2 separate regions of the Sus scrofa genome follow, and region 2 is linked to region 1. Evidence: chromatin contacts called from public HiChIP or PLAC-seq data. All regions are on one chromosome and are shown on one strand. Each heading gives the region's core, a stretch centred on a gene start, on an enhancer-like site or on the middle of the called end of the contact. The rest is flanking DNA. Distances are from core to core; before and after follow the strand shown. Region 1 overlaps M1AP (meiosis 1 arrest protein). Region 2 holds the start of PCGF1 (polycomb group RING finger protein 1).

The links. HiChIP or PLAC-seq counts read pairs in DNA pulled down with a chosen protein or histone mark.
Region 2: an H3K27ac HiChIP or PLAC-seq map of alveolar macrophages shows a contact between it and region 1. The contact joins the promoter of PCGF1 here to the enhancer-like site in region 1. A contact is called at or near these places in 2 of 5 promoter capture datasets (fetal skeletal muscle and liver), 26 of 47 Hi-C or Micro-C datasets (adipose tissue, alveolar macrophages, blood and 12 more) and 2 of 2 datasets of contacts at active chromatin or transcription factors (alveolar macrophages and skeletal muscle).

What each region holds. Positions count from the first base shown.
Region 1 is chr3:68,457,549-68,461,863 of Sscrofa11.1, reverse strand. The region is part of intron 4 of M1AP (meiosis 1 arrest protein); the gene reads right to left. Among named protein-coding and RNA genes, the nearest start is that of DOK1, 38 kb to the left of the region's middle. Within about 2 kb of position 1,918, at least 19 of the 83 cell types and tissues checked have an H3K27ac peak or open chromatin away from gene starts, as enhancers often do. A contact at or near this core is called in adipose tissue, alveolar macrophages, liver and 3 more, where this site is marked.
Region 2 is chr3:68,538,107-68,542,421 of Sscrofa11.1, reverse strand. It overlaps PCGF1 (polycomb group RING finger protein 1), which reads right to left and starts at 1,748. Exons shown (of 9, transcript XM_005674546.3): 1 at 1,600-1,748; 2 at 1,078-1,183; 3 at 779-931; 4 at 275-346; 5 at 47-152. The coding sequence starts at 1,692.

The DNA.
Region 1 (4,315 bases), core at 669-3,168:
CACACCCCACCTCTTTTTTATCTATTCATCTGTTAATGGGCACTTAGGTTTCTTCCATATATTGACGGCTGTAAATAATGCTACAATGAACACAGGGGTGCATATATTTTTATTTTTTAATTTAGAAAAATTTTTATTAAAGCATAGTTGATTTACAACGTTGTGCCTATCTTTTTAAAGCAGTGTTTTTGTCTTCTTCGAACAAACACCCAGGAATAGAGTTGCTAGATCATGTGATAGCTCTAATTTTTAATTTTTTTGAGGAACTTCCATATTGTTCTCCATTGTGGCTGCAGCAATTTACATCCCAGCAACAGAGCCCAAGGGTTTCCTTTTCTCCACATCCTTGCTGACACTTATGAGTGGTCCTTTTGATAGTAGCCTTTCTGACAGGTGTGAAGTGATCGTGGTTTTGATTCGCATTTCCCAGATGATCAGTGATGTTAAAGATGAGAGCCTCTTTTCATATGTTGACTCTTTGTATGTTTCTTCGGAAAAACGTCTATTTAGGCCCTCTGCCTATTTTTAATGGTTTCTTTTTTTTATTTTTTTAATATAGGTCCTTGTATAGGTCCTTTGGCTATTTTGGATATTACCCCCCTTTCAGATATATCGTCTGAAAATCACTTGCAAATATCTTCTCCTGTTCAGTAGCCTGCCTTTTCATTTTGACAGTTTCCTTCACTGTGCAAAAGCTTTTCAGTTTGATGTAGTTTCATTTGTTTATTTTTGCTTTTGCTTCCCTTGACTGAGGAGACCTATTCAAAAAAAATATTGCTAAAACTGATGTCAAAGAGCGCACTATGTTTTTCTCCTAGAAGTTTTATGGTTTCGGGTCTTACACTTAAGTCTTTAATCCATTTGGAGTTTATTTTTGTATATAGTGTTCTTTCCAACTTCTTAATCTACAGGTTCTTGGGAGAGCCATGGAGCAGAGCTCCTTCCTTTGCAAAAGTTCTCAAGCAATCGCCGTAGAGGTGTTGTGCTTCAGATTTGAGTCATCTGTTTTTGCAGGGACCTTCTCAAGGACAGTCACATTACCCAAGCTAAAGACTAGTGTGTAAACTGAAACACTTTTTTTTTTTTGTTTGTTTGTTTTTTAGGGCTTCACCCGCAGCATATTGAGGTTCCCAGACTAGGGGTCGAGTCGGAGCTGCTACAGCTGCCAGCCTACACCACAGCCACAGCAGTGCCAGATCTGAGCCGCATCTTCCGTCTACCCCACAGCTCATGGCAACACCGGATCCTTAACCCACTGAGTGAGGCCAGGGATGGAACCCGCAACCTCATGGGTCCTAGTCGGATTCGTTTCCGCTGGGCCACGATAGGAACTCCTAAACTGGAACACTTTGAAGGGAGAACTTCTTTTCCATTTTCTCTGTCACTGGTCCAGGCATTCATTTCCTTGTGCCTGGATCACGGCAGTAGCGTCTCAGCTATTTCATCAAACTCCATCCCTTCCTCTCTGGTACTTCTTACTACCAGCTAATGTTTCTAAAGCATGGTTTCTTCAGATCCTTCCTTTGCTAAAGAGCACATAGTGCCTTCCTGCTGTCAGCTTCTTTACTCCCTTTACTCATCCTGTACCACTTGTTACTATTCATTATTCCTCAGATACCCCCATTCTTCCTGTATTCTGTGATGGCTCAGACACCCTCCTCTTCTCTTCCTGCTGAGACGCTACATCCCCAGCCCCCCGCTCAGTAGCTTGTGCAGAGCTGAGGCTTAGCAAATGCCTGCTGAGTTTAACAACTGCTCCCTCCTCCTCAGCTCTCATTGCTTTTTCCTGAAACTCTTCTGTTTCAACTAAGTTGGTCTCCTTGCCACGTGACTTCCTTCCTTCCTTAATGCTTTTATTACTCTTGTCAATCTACGGCCTGCACCTCCTCCAGAATTCAACTCAGAACTAACTTTGTCCAGGAAGTTATGCTTATTTATTTATATCCTATTTGGCTGTAACCAGCACCCCCTGGATATCTGTGGGCTCCATTTGGGCAATATTAATTTACTTGTTACTTTGTTTCTTCTAAAGGGTTTTCTTTTCCTTAGTTTATGAAAGGTGGTGGAATATAGCAGAAAGACCCAGGGTTTGAATCGCAGCTTGAAAGCTGTTAGCTATGTGACTTTGGGAAAAGTGGGGATAGTATAAAATATTTCATAGTTATAGGAGGCATAAGAAGTTAGGAGTTTTCTTTGCAGCTCAGTGGTTAACGAACCCGACTAGGATCCATGAGGATGGGGCTTTGATCCCTGGTCTCGCTCAGTGGGTTAAGGATCCAGTGTTGCCGAGAACTGTGGTGTAGGTGGCAGACCTGGCTCAGATCCCATGTTGCTGTAGCTGTGGTGTAGGCTGGCAACTGTAGCTCTGCTTTGATCCCTAGCCTGGGAACTTCCATATGCCATGGCTGTGGCCCTAAAAAGCAAAAAAAAAAAAAAAAAAAAAAAAAAAAAAAAAGAAAAGAAAAAAGCAAAAAAAGTAAGATGATACCTGTGTAATCAGTAGGCCCAACAAAAAATGGTATTTTCTTCCTTTTCTCTCGTCAACAAAGTGATTTGCTATTGTAAGAAAAGAATGTGCTTTCCTTTTTTCAAACTCTTTTTTTCCCCCCCATCACTTGTCTTGGTGACTTTCTTCCTATCACAACATGCATAATACCAACTCCGTACTGTGTTCCTCACAAATTTAACTAAATGTGCCAGACCTGAGGCATGGGGAGGAGACTTCTCACTCCTCGGGGGTTGAAGAAGAGCTTCCATGCTGACTGGTGAGCAGGGCAGTCAGTGAGACTGGTCACACTGAGGTTATGAATGAGAAAGGTTATGGGAGTGAAGGCACAGCTCTGAGTGTCTGGGTGTTTATGACAAATGAGAAAGGGCTTGGTCCATTGCAGTTTAGGGGCAGCCAGCATTCCCATTCTGTTTTTGGACCTACTCTGCCCCCTTGTGGCCACAAGCAGTGACATTCACCATTGAGCTCTTTTTTAGGCTTTTCTGGAAGGGCCGCAGTAATGGGAAAGACTAAGAAAGCCGCATGATTGAAAATAAAGTAATGCCTAAGCAATCCTTCTCAGAAGTCAACCCTGAAACAGGGTTACACAATTGGAATATGTTTAAAATGGGAGAATTTGGAGTTTCCGTCGTGGCGCAGCAGAAACCAATCCCACTAGGAACCATGAGGACGTGGGTTCTATCCCTGGCCTCGCTCAGTGGGTCAAGGATCTGCCGTTGCAGTGAGCTGCGACGTAGGTCACAGACATGGCTCAATTCCCAAGTTGCTGTGGCTGTGGTGTAGGCTGGTGGCCACAGCTCCAATTTGACCCCCAGCCTGGGAACCTCCATATGCTGTGGGAGCAGCCTTGAAAACATAAAAAGACCAAAAAAGAAAAGGGGAGAATTTAACACTTTAACACATATAATATAACACATAGAAATATAATAGCTATATTTCTCTCTTGACATAGAAAGTCTAAAAGAAAATGGTGCTCTTGGCCAGTCTTACACATCCTCCCTGGTCCCATAAAGGTCTTGACCTGTAGGCCAGACCTCTTCCTTCCTTCCTCTCTACCTCCCCCACCTCCTCCCTCCCTCTCTCACTTCCTACCTTCCTTCCTTCCTCTGTCTCTCTACCTGTCTGTCTCTCCCGGTGCCTGTGGCATACGGAAGTTCCTGCGCCAGGGATCAACCCTGAGTCACAGGAGCAACTCAAGCCACTGCAGTAACAATGTTGGGTCCTTAACCAACTGAATCACACAGGAACTCCAGATCAATTTCTCTCTCTCTCTTCCTTCTTTTTTCTTTTCTTCCTTCCTTCCTCTCGTTTTCTTTCTCTTTCTTTCTTCCTTCCTTTCTTTCCTTTCCCTCCCTTCCTCCCTTCCTTCCCTCCTTCCTTTCCTTTCTCTTCCTTCCTTTTGTCCTTTCTTTCCTTCTTTCTTTTTTGTCTTTTTAGGGCCACACCTGTGGCATATGGAAGTTCCCAGGCTAGGGGTCCAATTGGAGCTGCAGCTGCCAACCTACACCACAGCCACAGCTCATGGAAACGCCGGATCCTTAACCCACTGAGCAAGGCCAGGGATCGAACCCACATCCTCACGGATCCTAGTCGGATTCTTAACCCACTGAGCCACAACGGCAAGTCCCAGACAAATTTCTTTCTAAATGACCACCATGTCACCTGTCTGTGAGTGTCACAGATGGACTTCAGGGGTTCTGGGAACCCCTGAAATTGTAGATAATTTTGTCTGTAGGTGTACAAGTATATTTTGCTAGGCTGGAGAAGGGAGGCACTTAGCTTTTATCGGATTCTAAGAAGAGCTCG
Region 2 (4,315 bases), core at 499-2,998, 81 kb before region 1:
CTCCCTGGCTCCGGCTCACTGTCACTGTCACTTCAGATAGCCTCACCTCAGCCGCTCCAGGCATAGGCTTAGCTGCTCATCATAGCGATAGTAGTGGGCTTTTGAGTGGTCGAAACTGCTGAAGGGGAGGCCGAGGTTGCTCAGGGCTGGCTCTGAGAAAGAGTAATAAGGAGGGTGGCACATGTTCCATACTACTTTTTCCCCAGGGAGAAAAACTGAGCAGGAGAAATGCTATGGGGGCTTTACCTTATCCTCCTGCTACCAAGGGACATACCTTCCCCACTGGGCTGAGTGATCCTGTCCAAGCCTCGGGACTGGTAGAATTCTCGGATCCGTTTCTCTTCACCTAGAAGGGAGTGGAATATGGGAAGTAAAGAATAAACCCTCCCTTGGAGTTCCCTTCGTGGTGCAGTGGTTAATGAATCCTATTAGGAACCATGAGGTTGCGGGTTCGATCCCTGGCCTTGCTCAGTGGGTTAAGGATCCAGAGTTGCTCTGAGCTGTGGTGTAGGTCGCAGATGTGGCTCGGATCCCACGTTGCTGTGGCTGTGGTGTAGGCCAGCAGCTACAGCTCTGATTCGACCCCTAGCCTGGGAACCTCCATATGCCACAGGTGCAGCTCTAGAAAAGACAATAAATAAATAAATAAATAAATAAACCCTCCCTCTCTTTGTCCTTCTAGCTGTCAACCTCTCTACCTACCAAAGCCCTTATCACCTCAAGCTGCCACCCAGCATCAGTCCTCTAGAGGCCTCTCAAAGTCAGGTTGGTTACTCACTGTCTTGCAAGCCTGGCACTAGCTTGTACACGATGTCCTGCATGACCCGGTCCAGTTTGAGGTTGAGCAGTGGCTGTGTCTCATGGATCTTGATGTTGCACATGGGGCAGTACTTGCTGGTTTGGAGGTACTTCACAATACAACTCTTGCAGACTGCAAGAGAAAAGCAGATTCTCAGGCCCTCCGTAAATAGGGTTCATGGGCTGGGCGGGGTTCCTGGGTGGTTGGGGCAAGCAGCTGGCAGCTAGCTTGGTGGGGAGTAGGGCCTGGAAGAACCAGCCAGGGTCCAGGGCACTCACACGTATGAAGACACTCAGTGATGGTAGTGGCATCCACGAAGTATCCTGCGCACAAGCAGCAGACGATGTGTTCATTCAAGTCTTTGATCTTTACTCGAACCTCCTCCTGCAGACACACCCTCTGTCAACGATCATTCCCCTAACCCCATCCCATGTGCCTTCACAACTTGGAAGTCGCCTCTCATCAGACTCCACTCCAATCCTGCACCCTGCGCGGTCAGATTAGCTCCCCAAGGCTGACACTCTCCCTCCGCCCAGCAGAGGGCTCCGCGCACAGCAGGGGCTCTGTTCAAGCCAACTCGCCCGATCTTCCTTTCCCAAGGGAGACTACGAGACGTAGGCTGCACAATGCGCAGGCGTCCTAGACCGGAGTTTGGCAACCGGACCGCAACCGCGCAGGCGCATTGGGCACCCTGTCTCTGCGCAGGCGCACTGGGCGCCCAGCCAGCCACCGCCCGTCCTCTAGCCGGCCCCGGTTCCCACAGCTAACCGACTACAGTGGTAACCCTGCCGCCCCTGCACCTCGTTCCGTAGCGGGTCCATCTTGTACACTGACTGGAGCTGGTTCCGAAGCCTCATCGCGATCGCAATCTGGCCCCCCTGAGGAGACGCCATCTTAAAGGCTGATCCCGGCCTGCCACTTCCGGTGCCGCCTGCGGGGCGGGACTTGTCGCCTCGCAACGACAGCTTAGGTCTTTTCGGATTCGCTGACCCTCTGTAAGGCCCCGCCCATACCCCTCTCTCCCCGTGTGCTCACCTGAGCCCCACTGGCCCCTCCCCCTCCTCAATCCGTACTTGGGGAGGGGGGGCGTGGGCCGGGGTCCTATCTCATTGACCTCATATAGAAATCATCATAATAGACCCTACACGACTTCGGGACTAACTTTTGGAGCCTGCAAAAAACTGCCGCCTTCTACCCCAAAAGGCCCGGCGGTCTCTGCCCGCCACCGCTCAGGGTCATCAATCTCTTGTGACGAAGTCCCCGCTAAAGAAGCCCCTCGGGAGCTTGAAGTGTCGCCCTCCTTGGCTTGACGCGTCCGCTTTATGGAGCTTCATCCCGATGGCGGGCCTCTCCCGGCTCCACAGCTGGGAGTTTCCTGGGGCTTAGCGGAATCTCCGAGAGGGTGGCAGGGAGGGAGGGACCCCCAGAGACTTGGTAGTGATCTTACCCCCGCCCCCATTCTCCCCCCTGCCGCCGAGGATGGGGGGGGCAGGCCCTGGTTAATGATGATGATTCAATCATCGGCGCCTGCGGAGGCCTGGGACAGACTAATGCAGAGCAGATGCCCAAGGAGGAGGGGAGGTCGGCTAGGACACTACCGCGCACAGACACGCTGAGGCAGCGAGTCCTGCGGTAGCATAGGCCCAGTCCCGTGCTTGGAAAGGACGCAGGGCCACTACACTTGGTACACCAACGTCCCTAGGTACTTTTTAAAATGTAGGGATTAAAAACAAACGAACAGAATAAGAGCACTGTGGCGTATTAACATCAAGTGCAATTGGAGACTCAAGAAGGGAGAGATCCCAGTGGAGACCTCCTACGGGCTTTCTGGAAGAAGTGGATCTTTGTATGGGCATAGTTTAGAGACCGGGGGTGTGATGGGAGTGGGGCAAGAAGTGCTAGAAATAGAAAAGAAAAGCAAAGGGGAGGAAAATGAACGGAGAGGGACAGAAAGGAGACCAAGGCATAGATTTGAGAGTAGTGATAGTCTTCTTATTGAGTTGGGACTCTAGCCTGAGGACAATAGGGAGCTAAGAGTTTTTTTTTTTTTTTTTTTTGAAGGGAAGGAGTTAATCCTATGAAAGAAACATAATTGTTCATTTATCTTCAGAGTGAATTAGAGTGAATAGTGGCAAGAAGGTATGAGATTAGTGATTTTTTTTTTTTTAAATCAACTACTTCTCACTACAGCCACTGCTTACCTCCCTGGTCGAGATACTGTCAATAGGTAGTCTCTTCTCTGGATGACAGCAGAGGCTTATTGCCTGCTTTCCTTGCTACTACCTTTACCCCTCTTTAGCCTATTCTTAACATAGTAGCTCACAGTGATTCTGGTAAAACATAAATAAAAAAGGATACATGGAAAGTTTTTTTTTTTTTTTTTTAGTTGATGGATGTTTATTGTGTTAGTGGTTTCATGGGTGTACACATATGTCAGCTTATCAAATTGTACACTTTAAATACGTACGGTTTATTGTATATCAATTTTGCCTTAAGGAAGTTGTTTAAAATTTAAAAATCAGGTGTCTTACTTTGTTCCAAACCTTCCAGAGCTTCCTCTTTCAATTAGAATACAAACCCAGGTCCTTGCAGTGGTCTTCATGGCCTTTCATGGTCTCTCACGGTCAGTCTTTCCAACCACAGTGGACCCCTCCCTGTTGCATAGATATACCAGGATATACTACCACTGTATCCCCAACTTGAAATGTTTAGGTATCCAAATGGCCCTTTTCTTCCTTCGGTCTTTACTGCATGAGGCCGTCTGTGATCAACCTAGATAAATCACAATACCCTACTCCTATATTTCTTCTTCCCCTTCTTTACTTTCTTCTTCTTCTTCTTACTTTGGCCATGTCCACGGTTTGTGGAAGTTCCCAGGCCAGGGATTGAACCTGAGCCACAACAGTGACAATTTTGAATTCTTAACCTGCTGAGCCACTAGGGAACTCTGCATTATTATTATTACATATATTGTACATGCTTTCTTCTTTTCCACTTGCCTCCCTCACCAGAACATAAATGCTCAATGGCAGGGATTTTTGTTCTTGTTATATCTGCATCTATTTCTCCAGTAGTAGGTGCCTAATCAAAATTTTCAGAATAGAGTTCCTCGTGGCTCAGTAGGGTAAGGATCTGAGATTGTCACTGCTGTGACTCTGGTTACTGCTGTGGCATAGGTTTGATCCCTGGCCTGGGAACTTCCACATGCCTTAGGCAAGGCAAAAACACATGAATGTAAGCGGCGGTGATAATGGCCTAGACAGGCATTTATCTGTAGACATAGGACTGGATATGAAACATTTCAAAGAAAAGAATAGTAGGAAGAAGTGAATAAGGAGCTTGGGGATGGGGGCAGAGAAGTTTGTCCTCCAGTCTGTTGGATTTTTGCTACAGCAAAAGCAGGTAGAACTGGCCAGAAGATGAGAATGATGGAGTGGAGCACAGCAAGTGTCAGAACCAGGGGTAGAGGTTTCAGAATTTTCTGGGTAGCTGGAATAGATGAAATTATTGGGATGG